Linked DNA regions of Mus musculus: regions 1 and 2 are each linked to region 3. The links are chromatin contacts, called in public Hi-C maps. All regions are on one chromosome and are shown on one strand. Each heading gives the region's core, a stretch centred on a gene start, on an enhancer-like site or on the middle of the called end of the contact. The rest is flanking DNA. Distances are from core to core; before and after follow the strand shown.

Region 1 (2,913 bases), core at 344-2,843, 230 kb after region 3:
CTCAGCATGCAAAATGGGCTGTAAAATTCTCAGCAATTTTTCCAACCTCATGCCTGTGTGCATGCTGCCATGCCCCCAGCCAGGATGACAACATTCTAACCGTCTGAAACTGTATACAAGCTAACAGCTAAATGTTTTCTTCTCTAGGTTGCCTTGTGGTGTCTCTTCACAGCAACAGAACACTGACTAACTATGATATGACACAGTCTTACAAAATAATTGAGTTTTCACTTAAATTTCCTTTCATCCTCTTATTGTTACTAACAGATGGCTCGTGCAGACACTATTTTCAAAAATAAAGTTAAATTTTCCTCTTTGTGGAAAATGATTTTTTTAAATGCAATTTCCTACTTAAAATTAGAATGGTTGTTAATTTTGCAGAATGAAAGTATTCAGAACCCCAGAAAGATTAGATAACAACAAATTCATAAGTAGAGCTAATTTTTCAAATTAAGACATTCAAAGCTAGCACTTTCTTCCCCATGAAAAATGACATTCAATACTGCACTGCTCCTTAATTCGGTCTTATCTGAATTAGAGAATATTTTAAATCAATGTGGTTTTATTTCCTTAAACCACACACAATAACTCATACAGCTGGCAGGAATCTACTTAATAAGAGATTATTTAGGGATCTGGCTAGCAAATAGAGAAATACCATGGTTAGCTTGCCCTACAGTACATGGCTGACTGCCTCCAGAGTTAAGATAGCGTAGGTTCTAAGTTCTCCTTTGCCGGCTCCTGATTTGCTTGGCGCATGCGCTCCCCAGTCTAGGGCCCGAGAGCTCGGTAATTATCTCCATTTCAGGCTGCACAAAAGCTGACCGGTCCTGATTGGCTCCTGGCATTGGCTTTCACCAGGACAAGGCATTTGTGTATCTGAAAACCTTAATCTCCCCCATTTAAAAGTGCGGGCAGTGGTCTTCAAGTTCAAGTGAGTCGTTTGTTAAAAGGACTTGATGCTTAAAGAAACGACCAAGCAGATAGGGTTTTTCTCCACACGTCATCTTAAGGGATTTCTGACCGTTGTAACATCTCCCTTGGCCATTGTAGTAAATGTGTGTAAACAAAGCGACTCATTCAGCCATTCTAAAAAATATGCACTAAGGGACTTATAAACAGCATATTTTCACTCATTAAATCATTTTTAAAATGGGCAATGAATGGCAACTTAAAAGCGCTTAAGAAAATATTATTCATTCTGCAAAAGAGTTATTCTGGCCTAGAACACAAACTGGTCATCTGGGACTATCTGAAAATTGCAAGCAGGAAGCAGCCAGGGTCACTGCGATCCTCCCTCTACAACAAGCCAAGCTTCTGAGACTTGGCCAGACAAACCCAAGTCAAGGGCGGGCCATCCGCTGGGACATCTGCTGCAGCCTGGGAATGAGCTGGGTTTCTTTTTTTTTTAACTTGAACACAAAACCAAAACCAAACTTGCAGCAAAGCAAAAGAACGTATGTGGTGTTTCATTTTATTTGAAAACATTTATTCAGGCTTCCCGATGAATTCAAGCTCCACAGCCTTAAGGCATTAAACTGTATTGAAGCTCAATGGTCTGAGAAGTTTCCTTTTGAATTAAAGCGCATCCAGTTACTAAAGCCGGCGCAGGAGGGTGTGGGGAGGGCATCTGCAACTAATCTGAAAATTCCATTGCTGATCCTACACTCTGAGAATGGAAAAGAACGGTCTGTAAACACTCTCCTGTGGCATAGGAGAGAGTCGGTTTTTCAGGGAGCTGCACCTTGGGAGCAGAGCCAAGTTGAGGAACTTCCCACTGGTGACAGGTGACAGGTGACCTACAAGACAGAAAGGTTTAGGTGGGTGCTGAGGGAGGAGTAAGAAAAAAGAACATCTACCTAACTTTCTCAGACTCCTTTATTCTCCCTGTGACCCCTTACTGCTGAGTCCATTCTAAAACCTCTCATTTTGCCGATGAAATGAGACCCTTGATTCCAGAGCAGTGGACTTCAAAACAGAAAGGATTCACGTCAGTATAGGCAGAAAAATCTTAATTTTTCACTTAGATGATCTCTAATTTTTTGGCTTGGTTTATGCAATATATGTAGTATAAAGTATGTTCACAGCCATCTATCTACCATCTATTTATCATTTAACTATCATCTATCTATCATCTTTATCATTTATCTATCATCTGTCTTTCTGTCTATCATCTATCTATCTATCTATCTATCTATCTATCTATCTATCTATCTATCTATCATCTATTATCTATCTACCCTGTATAAATAAATGTACCTGTAGTGAGGTTCTCAGCCAAGTAAATCCAAGACAAATCAATTCTCTAGACAGTAAGCCTGAGTCACGGGTAGCCTGGCCACAAGCTGGGAGAGGGATAGAACTGGAGGCTGTCTTCTCAGTCCACCTGATCCTTCTCAGCACACTGCAGGAAGGCACAGCCCCAGTGGCTGAGACCCTGCTCAACACTAGTCCTGGGCAGACGAAATTTTCTGTTCTAGAATCTTTTAATACTTTTCCCTCTTCTTTTCTCAGTAAATTTGTTTTTTAAAACTTCTTCCTAAGAGAGCAATCAAGCAAGCAGACAAAGGTGGAGTAACAAGGCCTCCTGCAGTCTGACTTTCAGTAGGGACAAGTTGGAAGTCTCCGTCAGGGGCTAAATACACATCACAGCCATTCATGTAGAATGTGTGTGTGTTCATGCATAAAGATGTCAACAGCCGAGGGATAGCATGGGATGACATTTCAAATTGTATCTTATTATGGAATCATCTTCATGAATGTATGTTTTTAGTACAAACACATGACTGTTTTTTTAATAGTGATTATTTTTAGGAGGTATAATTGTAGTTTATCAAATATATCAGAAAACCAAAGACAAGTCTTATTTAGAAGATAAAATGTATTGCAAATAATTTATAATATGACCATTGC
Region 2 (3,039 bases), core at 222-2,721, 140 kb after region 3:
AAGTTCCCTCTACTTGGTTACCTGGAGGGTTTGCATTACCAGGGATGTGAGCAACTGGTCCTTGTCCTTGAGTTTTCTTCTCCTCTCCCCTGCTTCTGCTTCTTCATTCTGAGCTGAACTCTTCTCCAGCTGCTTCTATATATCATATATCAAAAACGTCTGAACAGAAGAGGGACCTTCATTTATCCTATGGAGTGTTTCATCTATATGACACCAGGTCTCTACACGGGAAGAAGGAAACCTTAATATCTGCCTCTTAACGCTCAGCATTGTGTAGACAAAACATCTGCTCAAACAACTTAGTTCATGTTTCCGTCCGATTCATATCACAGAGACCCTCACACCCGTGTGCAGGCTGGCTTCTCCTCTACCGAGATCAAGCATGTAGCTGTCCTAGATTGCGTGTACGACTCAATGCATTAGACACAGAGAGAAAACAAAAAGACCATGGGGTCGTTTCCCTGTTTGCACTAAAAATCAGTCGGCTATTAGCTAACTTCCGTAGTTTCATCTAGTAACGCTGATGCTTGATTTAACAATATACTTGTGTGTGTGTGTGTGTGTGTGTGTGTGTGTGTGTGATATAGTGTCTGTATGTATACACATGTAGACCAGAGGTCAACACTGAATATCGTCCTCAGGTACTCTCTATATTATTCTTTGAAACAGCATCTCTCTTTGAACCTAGAGGTCACTGGTTCAGCTAAGATGGCTGGCCGGCAAGCCTCAGGGATCCTCCCGTCTCTGACGCCAGCATTGAGATTATAGGTATGTACCCCCACTCTCAGCTCTTTCCCTGGGTGCTGGGGATTGGAACACGGGTCTCACGATAGTTCAGCTTGTAGCTCTTGAGTTCTCTTCCCAGCCCTCCAAACAATATACTTTCATCGTCTCTTGTCAGTGTTTCAGCTAGAGTAGAAAACTTTAATATCTGCCTCAGAATTTCAATTTTATAGATTATTGGGGGCACATCATTTTCTTTTTAAGTGTGCTCTCTTAAAAGCAGAAATCTAGTTTAACAAGCTTCTAAAATTTAATTAAAAGGCAAAATCTTGCTCCAAAGCTTTGAGACGAGGGAGACCGTGTATCTCAGGCATGAGGTCCAGGTCCAGCTCCCGTGAACACATGCAACATCCCCATAAGAGCTACGTTAAATGCTGCTCCCTCACTGCCCAGAAAGAGCAGCTGTAGTCAGTCAAGTTCAATGTCAGCTCCACCACCAGTGGAGTCCACAACAGAGCAGAGAACTTTCCAGATCTTCCTCCCAAACTGGCCCCGAGACAAACCCGGCTGGCGCAGAGTGCGCACGAGGTGAAAAATAAAACTCTTTTTGTGTTCCCCGAGGCAGACCGTGAAACTGTAAAGATGAGCTGGCATTTTGTTTTATTTTGTGTAATAAAACTGCTCTTTTCACAGCAGTTGGCCCTGGGGGAGTTTCAAATTGCACTGCTCGGCTGCAGCTGTGGGTGTGGCCGGACTCCATCCCAAAACAGTTTGGAGGCCACAGCTGTGTTGGGCCCAGAGGATCTTAAAATTAACATCTGGGCTGCATCCTTTCAAGTTTGCCCCCCCCCCCCCCCACCAAGTCGAGTCGTTTTCACAGGGCAGGAGCACTGATTTGAAGAGTCTGTTCTTGCCTTAACCAGAGTTACTTGAGGAGTATCAAATTTTACCAAAGACTGACACTCGCATTTGGCCTGGGTCACTTTCTGAATCGTCCCCGGGTGATGCTGCGGTTAGGCATGGGAAACCCCGGAGCAGCATTTCTCTGATCTACAAGCAGTCAGTTTCCCGGGAGTAACAGGCTGGTAGATTTTATTTGTGGTAGTTGTTCATATTTACGAGTTCTCGGATCCTTCTTATGTGTTGCCGTTCCTGTCTGCTCTCACATCTGGGGAGTGTGTGTGACCTCTGAACACATTCACCCTCTGAGTTGAGGGTGGAATCACTGTTCTTTCCTGGGGTCTTCTTTCCCGACCTTGGACCAGAACAGCAACGTGGGCATCATTTGGGGAGACAGGAAAAGCCCCTACCAGACCACCTTGGTCTTGAGTGGAGACCAAGACAGCTTTGGGAGGGAGCCGCACTGCCTGGTGAGCCAAAGCACCCGGAGCCACCAGAGTCAGTGCTAGCCATCAGCTTTTGGGTAGGGTGAGCCTGGGGGAGAGGAACTGTTGAGTAGAGAAAGCCTCAGCTTTCAGGTGTCCTTTCCCCTCATGCAGTCTGAGGGAGTTTAGTTCTTGCACCTGGCATTCCTATTGCCTGGTCTGTGTGCTTCCTGTCAGGCCCACATCCCAGCCCCAGCTGAAAGACAGATGCAGAGGCCCTGACAACATGGTCCAGCACCTGAGGCCACTTCACCTTTCATGTTGTTGGGGACAGAAACAGGATAAAGGGTATAAAATCCCAAAGCTAGCCTCAAGGGAATATGTGGGTAGTAGTCAACTGGGCAGAGAAGCCCTTATTCAAACAGAAGACAGAAACACCTACAGTGATGACAATACAAAATGTCTGCTCTAGACTGCCAGGGTGCCTTCTGCCTTAAGGAAGGGGCAATTCTTTCTCCTCTCCTCTCCTCTCCTCTCCTCTCCTCTCCTCTCCTCTCCTCTCCTCTCCTCTCCTCTCCTCTCCTCTCCTCTCCTCTCCTCTCCTCTCCTCTCCCTCCCCCCCCCCTCTCATCTGTGGAGAGCTAAGCTCTCTGGAAGATACCCTGATCACAGGCTCAGGTAAGGAACACAGAACACAGGGAAATCTTTCCTGTTAAAACTCAGAACAAGCTCCAGGTCATGGCCATACTCCTGTCTTATCACTCCTGTCCCACCCCAGTCAGTCCTGTAAAGCCTACATCTGTCTGCTGCTGGCCTGAATCTGCAAATAGGGGCATCCAGCTGACTGATAGTGTTCATATCACTCACAAAGGAAGTCTGGGTGCGATCCTGAGATGAGGGCCTCTGGCAAGTTGTCACTTCTGCTCCTCTCAGTCTGGAAATGGGGAGAACAGCCTGGGGTTTGAGCTTTAAGGTGGCAAAGTGTTTTCTT
Region 3 (3,061 bases), core at 103-2,602:
AGCTGTAGAAGCTGCACTCTCAACGCCAATGACACCATCGGCTGCTTAAATGGCACAAAAGTACACTTAGTACGAGAGCAAAGTGACTGACAGGGATCCGCCGAGCCAGCCCCACTGCCACTAGACCTGCCTTAAAGGCTCACACAAGGAGTATAAAAAGAAAAGCACATTTTGCAATAGAATAAATTCTTTTTTTTTTATTGAGACCGCGGAAAGTCACATGACCCTGAATGTAGCCTTTTAGGAAAGCAACAGAAGTGGTAAAGAAAGGAGTGTGTGTGAGTGTGTGTGTTGGGGGCTGGGGGGAACTGCCTTCTTCCTCTGCTGCCTCCCAGCCTGTCCGCCGCAGTCCACATTCTTCTGGGCGCATCTGTGGAGCTATTAAGTGGGATAATCCCTCTGGCCTTTGATACATTTCTGGACATGATTATTTCATTACTCGCAGTATATCAGTAGGATCATAATAAAAAGGACTTCTGACAACCTGCCAAGAGTTTTGTGGCCTTGTAAACACAAAAGTGCTCTAATAAAATTTTATTAAGTGTTAAAAAGTCATAAAAAGTGAAATAACATAAACTACAAAATTTACTGTCCTCAGCAAATGCTGAAAATATCGTCCACAGTAAAATTAAATTAGCATGTAATAGACAGAGCAGCAGTGTAGAGTGGGTTTAAAAGAGGATCCAGGGGGAAAATGACACTGTAACCTAATCAGGGTCACGGGGATTTAATTCGGATCCCCCCGCCCCAAATGTGAATAAATGTGCTGATTACAGACAAGAGCTCCGGGGTTACCAGAACCTCGCACATTGTCAATACTTTGCAAGAAATAATATATTGCAGATTGTAAGGCGCGCGGGGAAACCCAGCCGGCGTCCGGGGGCAGCGGCGCGGGCCAGGGTGTCCACTAGGGCGCGCTGTGAGACCGGGAATCTCCAGCAGGGTGCCCACGCCGCCCGGGGCCCTCGCACTCCGAGCCTCGCCCCCTCCAAATCATATTTACAGTGCGAGGGTCTCCCCCACCCACTCCTGTGACATTTTCTCCAAATCGGAAGAAAATGAAGTGTAGGTCGAGCTTTGCCGCGGGCAGCCCTCAGTTCCCCTCTTTCGGATCAAGAGCCTGGATGTGGGAGACGTTGTCCACTGTGATGCTAAGCCTGGGGGTGGGGGGAGCATTGGGGGAGGGGGCAGGCCAGCGCTCCTGGAGTGACCGTCCCCCCAAAGTAAGGCCGAAGATGACACGAGGCCGATGTCCAGCTCGTCTTAGGCCTCCGAGGCGCTCCAAAGGCTAACGGGGGTCAAGTCCGTTCCCGCTGGGGACAAGTGCATCAGCTCCAGAACGACCTCTCCCTTGCTTAGCCCTGCCCCGGGAGATCAGAGTGACCCAACGCCCTGGGGTACCGGCTCCCGCCTCCCTGTCGTCTCGTCTTGTTGGGCCAATCGTCTGGCTCTGGGTCGCTGCCCGGGCGCACGGGCTCAGGAAGGCAGCAGCTGCACGGGGTTCCCATTCCACCCGGGACAGGTATGGACCGGCCGGGCCCCTGGAGAGAGTCTCCTCTGAGCCCATCGCTGAGGCTCCGCCGGGAAAAGAGTAAACCTTCCTCTCCACGCTACTCCAAGTGGACACTGATGGGCAGGAAAAGGCTGGAACGAAAAGCCCTGGCCTTTGCTGGCCTCGATGGCTTTGCAGAAGAGAGGTGGCCTCCACCCACGTCTCCCCTCCCCCTCCGCGCCACACAGCAGGTTTGTAAAGAGAGGGATGCAAGTTTTGAAAGTTATGTTCTTCCAAGGAGAAAGGTGTTGGTCATGGTGCCCATAAGTGCTTTTTAGCCACAGAAAGTCAACATGTCACCTCTGTTTCTGCAATCCCCAAATGATGGTAATGCTGACTCTGAAGAGAGCGTGTGTTAATTGGAAGTTAGTGAAATGGGAAATGAGTGGGCAGTGACGTGTTTCGGGGCATTATTTCTCCTTAGGGATGGCCAAGGTCTGAGGCTCCATTTAAGAATTGGCCATTTTGCCAGAAACTATGTGCTTTTAGTCAAATCCAATTAAAGCCTGGAGTGGTGAGTTCACAGGCTCACACCGGGTCCTAGGGGGTCCCCGAAGAGGCTTCCGCCACAGCTACTAGCCTAAAGACAGCTTGTAGTTGCAGTTTTCCAGGTAGCAGGACGCCTTGAGGTGGGTGCACAAAGGCAAAGAGAATCCCCAAGCCGGCGAGGGGCAGAACTCACTGATTAACACGCCCCATGCTGCTTGCAGAGGGTGCGATGGCCCCTACCTGTACATACTTCTTGGTTTTTGAGAAGGGTGTTTGACTATTTTTAAATGGCAATGTTTCTCATCATCTGCAAAATACAGTGTTGAATTTTAAGTAGGTTGGAACAGAGGGCTTAAAAAAGTAAACACATCAATTTAATGTGATTTGACTGTTGCTATAAAGGCGTTGAGGGTTAATACAAACAGAACTTAAAGGAATGGATATATAACTGATACAGTTCCTCTTTGGGGCCATGTGTCTGTCTGTGGGGATGGAGCAGGTGGCACTGCAGACAGCAACTGTGGATGTGGTGGGTCATTACTACCTTTTACTGCCTATAAATACTTCCCCCTAATGGGTCAGAATGAGAGATTTTCATTTAAAACTCGTAAACTTGTTTTCTTGCACTTATGAAGTTCACGGAACTTCTACTTGCACTATTCTGTTCTGTGTTCGCATTTTAGATTAAAAAAATCTGTTCTTCAATTTTAAAAGTATATTCATAAATGTTAAAACATCACAACTATTTCACCTTTCTCCAGCTACACATGGGATCGTGGTAGTCAGTCTTTTTATTATTATTATTAATTATTATTATTATTATTATTATTATTAATTGAAGAAGATAGCTACAACCCCATTCAAGATATTTAGAAAGGGCTTCCAAGCTTGTAACTCTATATCAGATTGCAATTTATATTAAAATTTGAGGTCAAACATTTTCATAAGGAAACTTGATGCATATGTTCTAAAAGAGTATAAGTATATTCTGTAAAAATGGCTTCCCTATGCTATATCCCA

Evidence for each region. Hi-C and Micro-C count contacts between places; a contact is called where the count stands out from the background.
Region 1: a contact with region 3 is called in a Hi-C map of uterus, with 2.4 times the contacts expected there. The contact joins the enhancer-like site here to the promoter of 2600014E21Rik in region 3. A contact is called at or near these places in 1 of 39 promoter capture datasets (embryonic stem cells), 5 of 484 Hi-C or Micro-C datasets (embryonic stem cells and uterus), 5 of 115 datasets of contacts at active chromatin or transcription factors (embryonic stem cells and stem cell-derived neural progenitor cells) and 1 of 9 other capture datasets (embryonic tail).
Region 2: a contact with region 3 is called in a Hi-C map of uterus, with 2.5 times the contacts expected there. The contact joins the enhancer-like site here to the promoter of 2600014E21Rik in region 3. A contact is called at or near these places in 2 of 39 promoter capture datasets (the 3T3-L1 cell line and embryonic stem cells), 4 of 484 Hi-C or Micro-C datasets (CD8 T cells and uterus), 3 of 115 datasets of contacts at active chromatin or transcription factors (T-cell acute lymphoblastic leukemia, embryonic stem cells and stem cell-derived neural progenitor cells) and 2 of 9 other capture datasets (embryonic stem cells and embryonic tail).

Annotation. Positions count from the first base shown.
Region 1 is chr2:74,905,976-74,908,888 of GRCm38.p6, reverse strand. No RefSeq gene overlaps it. Among named protein-coding and RNA genes, the nearest start is that of Mtx2, 82 kb to the right of the region's middle. Within about 2 kb of position 1,593, at least 28 of the 459 cell types and tissues checked have an H3K27ac peak or open chromatin away from gene starts, as enhancers often do. A contact at or near this core is called in uterus, where this site is marked.
Region 2 is chr2:74,998,898-75,001,936 of GRCm38.p6, reverse strand. No RefSeq gene overlaps it. Among named protein-coding and RNA genes, the nearest start is that of Gm46748, 61 kb to the left of the region's middle. Within about 2 kb of position 1,471, at least 46 of the 459 cell types and tissues checked have an H3K27ac peak or open chromatin away from gene starts, as enhancers often do. A contact at or near this core is called in T-cell acute lymphoblastic leukemia, embryonic tail and uterus, where this site is marked.
Region 3 is chr2:75,135,946-75,139,006 of GRCm38.p6, reverse strand. 2600014E21Rik (a long non-coding RNA gene) reads right to left here and starts at 1,352. Exons shown (of 12, transcript XR_001783367.2): 1 at 1-1,352. Gm13652 (a long non-coding RNA gene) reads left to right here and starts at 1,032. Exons shown (of 3, transcript XR_374685.4): 1 at 1,032-1,743.